Linked DNA regions of Mus musculus: region 2 is linked to region 1. A link is a contact called in public HiChIP or PLAC-seq data. All regions are on one chromosome and are shown on one strand. The core of a region is the stretch at or near the end of the contact, and the rest is flanking DNA. Distances in the headings are between cores, read along the strand shown. Region 1 overlaps Zfp141 (zinc finger protein 141). Region 2 overlaps Zfp976 (zinc finger protein 976).

The links. HiChIP or PLAC-seq counts read pairs in DNA pulled down with a chosen protein or histone mark.
Region 2: a contact with region 1 is called in an H3K27ac HiChIP or PLAC-seq map of embryonic stem cells, with 10 times the contacts expected there. The contact joins two enhancer-like sites. A contact is called at or near these places in 1 of 39 promoter capture datasets (embryonic stem cells), 5 of 115 datasets of contacts at active chromatin or transcription factors (all in embryonic stem cells) and 1 of 9 other capture datasets (pancreatic islet).

Annotation. Positions count from the first base shown.
Region 1 is chr7:42,493,131-42,499,041 of GRCm38.p6, forward strand. All of the region lies in intron 2 of Zfp141 (zinc finger protein 141), which reads right to left. Among named protein-coding and RNA genes, the nearest start is that of Zfp141, 9.7 kb to the right of the region's middle. Within about 2 kb of position 4,376, at least 26 of the 459 cell types and tissues checked have an H3K27ac peak or open chromatin away from gene starts, as enhancers often do. A contact at or near this core is called in embryonic stem cells, where this site is marked.
Region 2 is chr7:42,628,217-42,633,873 of GRCm38.p6, forward strand. All of the region lies in intron 1 of Zfp976 (zinc finger protein 976), which reads right to left. Among named protein-coding and RNA genes, the nearest start is that of Zfp976, 12 kb to the right of the region's middle. Within about 2 kb of position 2,090, at least 4 of the 459 cell types and tissues checked have an H3K27ac peak or open chromatin away from gene starts, as enhancers often do. A contact at or near this core is called in embryonic stem cells, where this site is marked.

The sequences.
Region 1 (5,911 bases), core at 3,126-5,625:
CAGGACTAAAGATGTGTGTGCATAACTGACATCCTGGGTGGCAAGTTGAGACAAGAATGCTAGGCAAATCGCCTTGCCACAATTGAATAAACCAAACAACAGAAATATGGTAAGTGTACCACAGAGATATGTTCCTAAGGAAGTCCCCTATCCCTAAATGCTGACTGGCGGACTGCATTTAACACAGATGTTTGTGATTTTCAAGCTTAAAAGCTCTGTAACATTCTGGCTCGAAGACCCAGTGCAGCTCCCTAGTCTGTTCTGCGCATTGATGACTCAGCTGTAGTTTGATTACAATAAATTGTCATCTGCGGGCTGGAGAGATGGCTTAGCGGTTAAGAGCATCGACTGCTCTTCCCAAGGTCGTGAGTTCAAATCCCAGCAACCACATGATGGCTCACGACCATCTGTAATGAGATCTGATGCCCTCTTCTGGGGTGTTTGAAGATAGCAACAGCAAGTGAGTCACAGCAAGAAGAAAAAGTGTCTGAAGACAGCTACAGTGTACTTACATATAATAAATAAATAAATCTTAAAAAAAAATTGTCATCTGCATTGACCTGGTATTTTGAGGGGTGCTGGACCTATCTAATCAGACCCCACAACAAGCCCAGAGATCCTACCACGACAGGCCCTGAATATTTCAACATAGCTGAAACACAAGAAAAAGATCTGAAAACCAAGGATAAGAACATAATAGAGCTCCTTAAAGAGAAAATAAATAAATCCCTTAAAGAAATCCAGGAAAACACAATTAGAGGAAATGAATAAATTGCAATGCCCTAAATTAACCTGTAAGCACCACCCACTCAAGTACCAAGTAACATTATGGAATGCTGGGAGTTGTAGTTCTCAAAAAAACAAGTCTCATGGGAAAATATGGTGGCCAAATGGTATTTTCCATAAATGCCCCTACAACAAATGTCTTGGGGCCATTCAGCTGTGTAATAAAGAGAGTGGTCCTGACCAAAGTTCATCTTGTTCAGCATTTAATAAAGCTTCTTCAATAGGGACTGCTCCACCGAGGTAGGGACCCAGCCCATATGCAGACATCAAACCCAGACACTATTGCTGATGCCAAAAAGTGCTTTCTGATAGGAACCTGATATAGCTGTCTCCTGAGAGGCTCTGCCAGAACCTGACTAATACAGATGTGCATGCTCACACCCAATCATCAGACTGAACACGGGGGCACCAATGGAGGAGTTAGGGGAAGGACTCAAGAAGCTGAAGGGGTTTACAGCCCTATAGGAAGAACAGCAATATCAACCAACCAGACTCTCAGAGCTCCCAGGTACTCAACCACCAACCAAAGAGTACACATGGAGAAACCTATGGCTCCAGCTCCATATGTAACAGAAGATGGCCTTATCTGCAATAGGAGGGGAGATCCTTGGTCCTGTGAAGGCTCGATGCCCCAGTGTAGGGAAATGCTAAGGCGGTGAGGCAGTAATGGGTGGGTGGATAGGGGAGCACCCTCATAGAAGCAAGGGGAGATGGGATAGGATAGGGGGATTGTGGAAGGTAGAGAAATGGGCTAACATTTGAAATGTAAATAAATAAAATAGCCAATTAAAATAATACAAAATACATACATAAATATATAAAGCTACTTCAAATTTGGCTCAAAATTGTGGAACTGGGTTTTCTCTAGCAAACAATCTCAGCTTTAACATTATCCCTTAATGAAAGCCAGGTGGAGGGCTGGAGCACAAATAAAACAGTTCAATACCAGAAAATGGAAATAGAATCAATAAAGAAAACAAACCTGTGTGAATTGTAGAATAGAAAAAAATCAGGAATGCAAACAAGAACGACAGAGGCAATCTTCACCAACAGAATACAAGAAATGGAAGAGAGAATCTCAGGCATTAAAGATACTATAGATCAAATGGATCCATCAGTTAAAGCAAATGTTATCCTTGACACAAAATATCCAGGACATCTGGGACACTATGCAAAGACCAAACCCAAGAATAATAGAGAAAAGAAAAGAATCCCAGTTCAAAGGCTCAGGAAAAAAAATTTTATATACTTTTTATTGATTATTTGTAAATTTTACATCAGTTACCCCAATCCCACTTATTTCCCTGTCCCTTCAAATACAACCCTCTTCCCTTGCAACCTCCCATCCAAAAGCAAATACAAAATAAAAAACAAAAGGATACAAAAACATCTCATTGTGGAAGTTATAGTGTGTCACATGGAATACCCTTTTGTCCACACAGCTGTACTTTCACATATTCATTGCTACAAATTAACAAAACCTCAGAACAGAAGTTTCCTAGCCTAAAGTAGATGCCTATAATATTGCAAAAGGCATACAGAAAAATCCAATAGATTGAACCAGAAAAGAAAAATAATCTTGCCACATAACAATCAAACACTAAATATACATAACAAAGCAAGAATATTAAAAGCTGCAAAGGAAAATGACTGAGTGGTAACATATAAAGGCAGACCTATTAAAATTATACCCAACTTCTCAACAGATTCTAAAAGCCACAAGGTGGACACGGTCATCCAGACAACACCAGCATAGAGAAATACTTGAGCTAATGGATTTCATAAACCAAATGGCCATAATAACTAACACACATTTACAGCACGTTCCACCCAAACATAAAAGAACATAACTTCCTCTTGGCACTTCACTGAACTTTCTCCAAAATTAACCACATACTCGGGTACAAAGATTTTAGAATGCAAGAAAATTGAAATACACCTGCATCCTATCATACCACCATGAATTAAAGTTGGGGGGGGGGGAAGAGTAACAGCAGAAAGCTTACTAACTCATGGAAACTGGACAACTCTCTACTGAATTAAAAAATGGGTTGGGGTATTTTGATTGTAAGCCTAACCTTTTAATGCCTGAGACATCTCTCTGGATTTCTCTGGAAAGAAGACAGAATAGATTTTGCAGGTAGTCTGGGGACGGGTGGGGATGAGAACAGGTGGGATTAAGTATGGGCAGAGTGATAGAGGGAGAGAGTACATGGAGTCTACTAAAAGTGGGAGGCACATTTTGGGGGTGAGATAGATACCTAATGCTATGAAAATTCCCTCGAATCTATGAGGGTAACATTAGCAAAGACTCCTAATAGTGGGGCATAAGGAGCATTAACGAGACATCTTCTGTAACCAGTCTACCAGGGATGGGACTGGGATACCAATCCAGACACAAAGCTTTCAACTCACAGTCTTTCCTGCTTACAAGATGTGCTGGGGCACTGCACTAAACTTGTGGGGGTGGCCAATGACTGCTCTATCTTGAGGCTCATGCCACAAGAGGAAGCCCATGTCAGACACTTCCTGGATAGCTAGCAACTAGGCAGTGGAGAGGCCAGAAATCTAGGATAAAGTCAAACACAACTTGAAAAAGAAAATCTAAATCAATGAAACAATTATTAATAAAATTCTGCTATACTCATAGATCAGTGCAAAGGTCAAATTTCATCAAAGATGTTTCCTCCAACAGCTGATGGAAGCAGAGGCTGACACCCACAGTCAAAAATTAGGCAATATTCAGGGAACCCTGTGGAAGAGGGGGAGAAAGAATTGTAAGAGCTAGGGGGCTGGAGAGATGGCTCAGTGGTTAAGAGTACCAACTGTTCTTCCAAAGGTCCTGAGTTCAAATTCCAGCAAGCACATGGTGGATCACAACCATCTGTAATGAGATCTGATGTCCTCTTCTGGCATGTCTGAAAACAGCTACAGTGTACTTATGTATAACAAATAAATCTTTGGGCCAGAGCCAGCAGGGATCGAGCAAGTGGAGTTGACTGGAGCAAGCAGAGGTCCTAAAAATTCAATTCCCAACAACCACATGAAGGCTTACAACCATCAGTTTAGCTACAGTGTACCCATATACATAAAATAAATAAATCAATTTTAAAAAGAAGAATTATAAGAGCTAAAGGGGTTGGGGACACCAGGAAAACAGGCCCACAGAATCAACTAACCTAGGCTAATAGAGGATCACGGAGACTGAAAAGGCAATTATGGGGCCTACACAGGTCTACACTAGGTTCTCTACATATATGGTTGTTTAGCTTGGGGTTCTTGTAGGACTCCTAATATAGGGAGGGATTGCGGGGAGCGATGGGGAGTCTGAATCTTTTACCTGCTCTTGGAATTTTTTTTGGGGGGGGGGGGGAGGACAGGGTTTCTCTGTGTAGTCCTGGCTGTCCTGGGACTCACTCTGTAGACCAGGCTGGCCTTGAACTCAGAAATCCCCCGGCCTCTGCCTCCCAAGTGCTGGGATTAAAGGCGTGCACCACCACGCCCGGGCTGGAATTCTTTTCATACTACCAGGCTGCCTCATCCAGCTTCTGCCTAGTCCTATTGTGTCTTCTCAGGCCTTGTTCAGCTACTATACCTGGCAGCTGTGCTCTTTTCTGAAGGGAGCAGGAGGAGTGGAATAGGGGGAGGAGACTGAGAGCAATGAGGGAGTGGAAATTTTGTTTGGGATGCATTGTATTGTAAGGCCCCGGATGCTGGGACTCAGCTCAAGTCCAGGGATGAACTGGCCAACACCCCACTGTCCCGAGAGAAAACCACACCTGATGCAAGCTGCAAGAGGTTTTATTATGCGCCTCGCAGGGCAGGGGAGTTCTACCCCGACCCGGAGAGGTGACAGTAGGGGGCTTTTAACAGCTAGCTGAGGAGTTGGGAGGAGAGTTGGGAGGAGTTGGGAGGAGTTCTTCTCTTCCGGGTGTCCTTGGTGACATTTATAAGGCAGGAGTGAGGAGTGAGTTCTTTCTGAATTTTTATCTCCGTGTCCTCAGCACAGGAAGGCCAGCATCTCTGGTTGTACAGTATAGAAACAAAAAAGCCTTTTGCTGGCTATAGAGAACAAAGAGATTCTTTCTAGCTGTATTTTTAAAGATCAGGGAAAACAAGCTTGGGGAAATGTTTTAGGGGCTTTACCTTCCAGGGAGAAATGCTTTAAGCCAGGGTCTCACAGTATGAGAAAAAATAAATGGAAGGAAAAAAGGAAGGGAGGAACAAAGGAAAGAAGAAAAGAAGGAATGAAGGAACAAAGGAAAAATGAGTCAATACACAAATAAAGGAAGAAAATGAAAGACTTTTTAGAATTCAAGGAACATGAAGTCACAACATACTAAAGCTTACGGAAGACAATGAAAGCAATGCTAAGAGGAGAAAGTCCATAGTACTAAGTGCCTACATAAAATACCTGGGGAGATCTCATTCTAGCAACTTTACAGCTCACCCGAAAGGTCTACAACAGCAGTTCTCAACCTGTAGGTTGCGACTCTGCCTAAAACCATTGGGAAACACTATTTCTTAATGGCGTAGTTATTGAGACACTATTGCTCTGTCTCCAGATGGGGCAGCCAACATGCAGATACCCCTACATAAGCACGTGGAACTGTACTAATCTATAACAGCATTAGAAAAGTTGAGAACCACTGATATACAGTTTGACCTAATGTGGCCTTGCCCTCATGACTGTATATAGCTTGAATTAATATGACAGTGCTCTTGTGACTGTATATAGCCACAATTCATGTGACCTTGGTTCTGTAACTGTGTGTAGCTTGAAGGCAGGAGAACTATGCTCATAAGTGCCTAACCCTTAAAATATAAACTGTCTCATTCCCTGAAAAAAGATGCCTATTGCCTGAGACCTCAGTCTGCTTCATTTTTAGGCTCCCCAAACCCCAGTTCATGTTGCCAACTGGAGTGGTAAGAATGTAAAAATGTATGTACTGTCCTAGGACATGCATAGAAATACAATCAGATTTTGACATACACTTTCTGTTCTCAATAGAATACTACAGCTGGGCAGTGGTGGCACATGCCTTTAATCCCAGCACTTGGGAGGCAGAGACAGAAGGATTTCTCAGTTTGAGGCCAGCCTGGTCTACAAAGTGAGTTCCAGGAC
Region 2 (5,657 bases), core at 840-3,339, 130 kb after region 1:
TATAAAACCAGGAGCAACCATTGAAGTGTAATGTCAAACTTTATTTTATAACCAGGCCAAACTTGCAGTCTCCATTGAACAAGAAGAGAGAAGCATTCGTGATTACAAGCTGTGGAGGCTGTTTATACTCAAATTCAAAGCTGAGATATATAGTGAATGATTAAAAAAATCAGAAATTGTTATATTGTATAATTTAGTAAACTATCAACCAGTTCACAGAACACACAGTGAAACAATGGAAACAAACTATGATGTGTAAATCAGAAGATCATTGAGAAAGAACAAATCAAATAAGATTGACTTTTAACTTCTAACAGGAGGAAAGAAAAACAGTATAGAGAACAATATAGAATTAAACAAAATAGTTTTAACAGGAAAAGAAAGATAAAATGTTAGCAGGTCCTTAAATATATAACTTCCTTTATTTGGGTTTCATTGAGGACCCCGGATTTCCTTGATCCATTAAGTACACTATAATGTATAATACATATTGACTCTGTAATAGATAGCACTATATATTTAATCCTGTGCCTTAGGAGCATCATTCATACCAAAAGCCTCTTCTATAGGAAGAAGTCATTTGCTGTTGATGTGTGTAGAAGTTGTGCTCAGCAGGTAAGAGTACTGACAGTTCTACTGAAGTTTCTGAGTTCATATCCCAGCAACCATAAGGTGGCTCGCAAGCATCTGTAATGGGATTTGACACCCTTTTCTGGTTCTGTCTAAAGATAGCTACAGTGTACTTAATTATAATAATAAATAAATCCTAAAAAAAAACTTTTAAAAAAAAGAAAGTTTATATATTGGCTGGTGAGATTTCTCAGTGGTTACAAGCACTGACTGCTCTTCCAAACGTACTGAGTTCAAATCCCAACAACCACATGGTGGCACATAACCACCTGTAATGAGATCTGACACCCTTTTCTGGTGTTTATGAAGACAGCTACAGTGTACCTAGTTGTAATAATAAATAAATCTTTAAAAAAATTTAAAAAGAAAAGAAAATTGTCTTCTGCAGCCAGCAAGGTGGAACATAGGAGCCCTCAAAACCTGAGAACACCATGCCTGACCTCAAGCTGTACTACATAGCAATAGTGATTATAAAAAAAATAAACCAACTGCATTGTATTTGTACAGAAGCACACACTTTAATCAAGGGAATCAAATAGAAACCCCAGAAATAAACCCACACACTCATGGACACTGGATTGACAAAGAAACCAAAACTATATAGTGGAAAAAGTAAAGTATCTTCAAAGAATGGTGCTGGTATCACTGGATATCTACAGATAGAAGAATGAAAATAGATACATTTTTATAACTGTACACGAAATTCAAGTCCAGTTGGATCAAGGACCTCAACACAAAAATGGATATACATTAAATTTCATAGAATATAGAGTGGGAAATGCCCTTGAACTCATTGGTACAGGAGACAGTTTCTTGAACAGAATACCAATGGTTCAGGCTCTAAGATCAACAATCCATGAATAAGGCCTCATGAAACTGCAGAGCTTCAGGAAGGAAAGAAAACTGTCAATGTAACAAAATGGCGCCCTACAGCCTGAGAAAGAGTCTTTACCAACACAATATTTGACAGAGAGCTAATATCCAAAATTTACCAAAAATTCAAGAAGTTGGACACCAACAACACAAATAATGCAATTACAAACGGGGTGCAAAGCTAAACACAGAATTCTCAACACAGGAATCTTAAGTGACTTGGAAGCACTTAAAGAAATGTTCAAGTCCAATGGAGCTCTAACACTTTAGTGATCCCAGGATATTGGGATGGCCAAAGGGATAATTTGGTCTGAGACTATGTGTCAATTTTTGTGTGTGCTGTTGATGGCAAAACCAGAGAAGTGGAGCTGCATAATCCCCATTTGACAAAGAAGATTTGAGTTCCAACACAGGACAGTTTGCCAAAGACCAGACTCAGACTGGAGACAGTTGCTGAGTGTGATGGTTTGTATATTCTTGGACCAGGGAGTGGCACCTTTTGGAGGTGTGGCCTTGTTGGAATTGGTGAGACCTGGTTGGAGTAGGTGTGTAACTGTGGGTGTAGGCATAAGATTCTCACCCTAGTTGCCTGGAAGCCAGTCTTCACTAGCAGCCTTTGGATGAAGACATAGAGCCCTCAGCTCCTCCTGCACCATGCCTGCCTGGATGTTGCCATGTTCCCACCTTGGTGGTAATGGACTGAACCTCTGAATCTGTAGGCCAGCCCCAATTAAATGTTGTTTTTTATAAGACTTGCCTTGGTCATGATGTCTGTTCACAGCAGTAAAACCCTAACTAATACTCTGAGGAAGAGATGTCTGTGAGTGGCTAAATAAACTACTTGAAGTCAAAGTGCATCCACGATGGTGGCCTTTGTACTGTTTCAGACAGCTTTGCAGCTTGCTCTCTGTGTGTTCTGCTTTCTCTGGATTTCTCCAGATAGCTCTCTCAATTTTCTGCTCAGGAAGGTTCTCTAGGCAGTTCTCTCTTTCTATTTTAAAAGATCCTTTGGACATCTCATCACCTGCAGATCATAAACCCAGTTATTTTTCCTTTTTAAATTGAATATTTTCTTTATTTACATGGTCTCCCCTCCAAAATCCCCATCCCTACTCCCCTTCCCTGCCTCTATGAGGGTGCTCCTCCAGCCATCTACCCACTTCTGCCTTTCAGCACTGGCATTCTCCTACACTGGGGAAAGTCCAGTTTTTATTTATAAATGGATCTAGAAATTTACTCCACGTTCCTGTTTGATTGTCCCATGAATTGACATTTAGTGAGTGCAGCCCCTTAATTCTTAGGAGAGAGCAAGCATACATTTTCCTTTAATATTGCAAAAGAAGTCAGAGATCAGCTGGCCTCTGTTAAGCACAGATGGTAAATTACCTGGGTGGGACCCTGTCCTGAAATTACCATTTCTACCACACCTGGGACTAACCTTGCTCTGTCCCTGTCCTGCCAGGAACTCAGGAATCTGTCTTTGTAAGCATAATCAAAAAACCCCAGGTGGGTGGGATCTCCTCTGATCTCCATTCCCTAAGTCTCTTCATCTCCTTCCTTATCCCTCTAACAATAGGCCCAGTTTGGCTGCTTTTCTTCCTTTAGATTTGTGAATGCTATCATATAGTTCATATTGCACCCTTATGTGTTTTGAGAAATTATATATTTTTGAACCCATGTTTTTAAAATTGCTTTTCATAGCCTTAAGGGCTGTACAGAAGGTCCTAGCATTCCCCATTTTGCTGAGACATTAGCCACTCCTTAGCCTCCAGACTTTGACTCTCTCTGATTATTATGGAGTCATTAACGTTTACAGGGAGCTAGCCTGGCATGGTGGCCCTTGCCTTTTACCACAGAACTTGGGAGGCAGAGGCTGGCAGATTTCTGAGTTCAAGGCTAGCCTGGTCTTCAGAGTGAGTTCCAGCACAGCCAGGGATATACAGAGAAACCTTGTCTGGAAAAACCAAGAAAAAGAAGAAGAAAAAAACATTTACAGGGAGGACATTTATTGATGGAGGAATGTAAAATGTGTATATTGTTATACAAACAAAACAAAAAAACCCTCAAAACAAAACCAAACCACAAAACCAAACCTTTATGCTCACAGTACCAAAGATACTTGTGGAGGCCTCTGTCTGATGGCTGGGTCCCCAGAAACATTTCATTTTGTCCCTACCAAGGCCATTCAGGACTCAGCAACACCTAATTATTTATTACTTTGTTTTTTTTTTTGTTTTTTTTTTTTTTTATCTTGCCTTTTTGTTGCAACTGTGCAGTGGTTCTTACTTCTTTTATTGTTATTTTTTTGATTTTTGGTTTTTCGAGTCAGGGTTTCTCTGTATAGCCCTAGCTGTCCTAGAACTCACTCTGTAGACCAGGCTGGCCTGGAACTCAGAAATCTGCCTGACTCAGGCTCGCAAGTGCTGGGATTAAAGGCGTGTGCCACCACACCCGGCTGGTTCTTCATTATTGCAAGAAGAAGTATTTAGCTTCATTTTGAATTTTCAGGAGCTCACAGTTAAAGAGAGTGGATATTTTAAAGAAACACCAAGTCTTTAAAATATTGGAATTTTTGAAATAATTAAGGACTTTTAAAAGGTGAATTGTGCACTGGGCTGTGGTGGTGCACGCCTTTAATTCCCGCCCTTGGGAGGCAGAGGCAGGTGGATTTCTGAGTTTGAGGCCAGCCTGGTCTACAAAGTGAGTTCCAGCACAGTCAGGGCTACACAGAGAAACCCCATCTCAAGAACAAAAAAACCCAAAAAACCAGAAAAAATAAAAAGGTGGACTGTGCTATGTTTATTGTGTTATGATAAAATATAAAATCTTGGGCTGGTGAGACGACTCAGTGGGTAAGAGCACCCGACTATTCTTCCGAAGGTCCGGAGTTCAAATCCCAGCAACCACATGGTGGCTCACAACCATCTATAACAAGATCTGACGCCCTCTTCTGGAGTGTCTGAAGATAGCTACAGTGTACTTACATATAATAAATAAATAAATAAATAAACCTAAAATCTTGAGAATAATGTAAAAAGGCAAAAGTTATCATTTGGTAACGGCATATTTGTTGAGTTGACAAGATGTCAATTGTGTGTGTGTGTGTGTGTATGTGTGTGAAATTATAAAACTGATCATTTTTTGCAAAGGAGAAACCACGGTTCTGAAATGCATACAACAGAAGGTACTGCAGGAAAGCATGTAGTGCAACTTCCTGCAGATGATCACTGTGGACACTGTGAGCTCTCACCTATGGGCAGGTGCTGCTGAGAAGTATTAGAAAGATGGCTGAACATGAGTCTAGGCAGCCACCCAGTAAATCAAATTCTTCAATGGATTCTATTTCAATTCCTGGCTGCATCATTTCTGTTCTGCTTTAATTTCAGCCTTTCTTCCCTAAAGGATGTACTGTAGGCTCAATGTATAAGCCACATACACCTTTTCCCTCTACGTGTTGCTTTTAGCTATGCTCTTTATCACAGTGGTAGAGAGAAACTGGGGCATGGTCCTTCTTTTGTAAGGGTTGACATGTTTGTATCAAGATTTGTGTTTGAGGCTGGTCATTGGTGGTGCACGCCTTTAATCCCAGCACTTGGGATACAGGCAGAAGCAGGCAGATTTCTCCGTTCTAGGCCAGCCTGGTCTACAGTTTGAGTTCCAGGACAGCCAGGGCTACATAGAGAAACCCTGTCTAGAAAAACAAAAAAAAAAACAAAAAACAAACAAACAAACAAAAAAAAACCCCAAAGATTTGTGTTTGAGGACAAAGGACAAGATTTCATACATTCTTACATTCCACACAATGTTTAAAACTGTGTTCTTTTTGTGCCTTATTATGCCTCATAGTCTAGATGCCCTTGAGTGTGCATGCAGTCTCACCTATCAAATCTGTATTTCACCATAGATGAACTAGGAATAGGTGTGTGCACTAACATGTCTTCGATGGAGATGGATTTTGTGGATCCAAATTGAGGACTTACAAATTGTTTGAAAGCACTTTACACATGGGAGCTATGTTCACACCTGAAGTAATTTAGGATTCAGGATACTTTTTTTCACACTGTGAAGACTCAAGAAATACTCAGTATATGCTAGCTAATACCAACATGAGTTCTCTAAAACAAAGATGAAAATATCCTTATTTACTGGTCTTA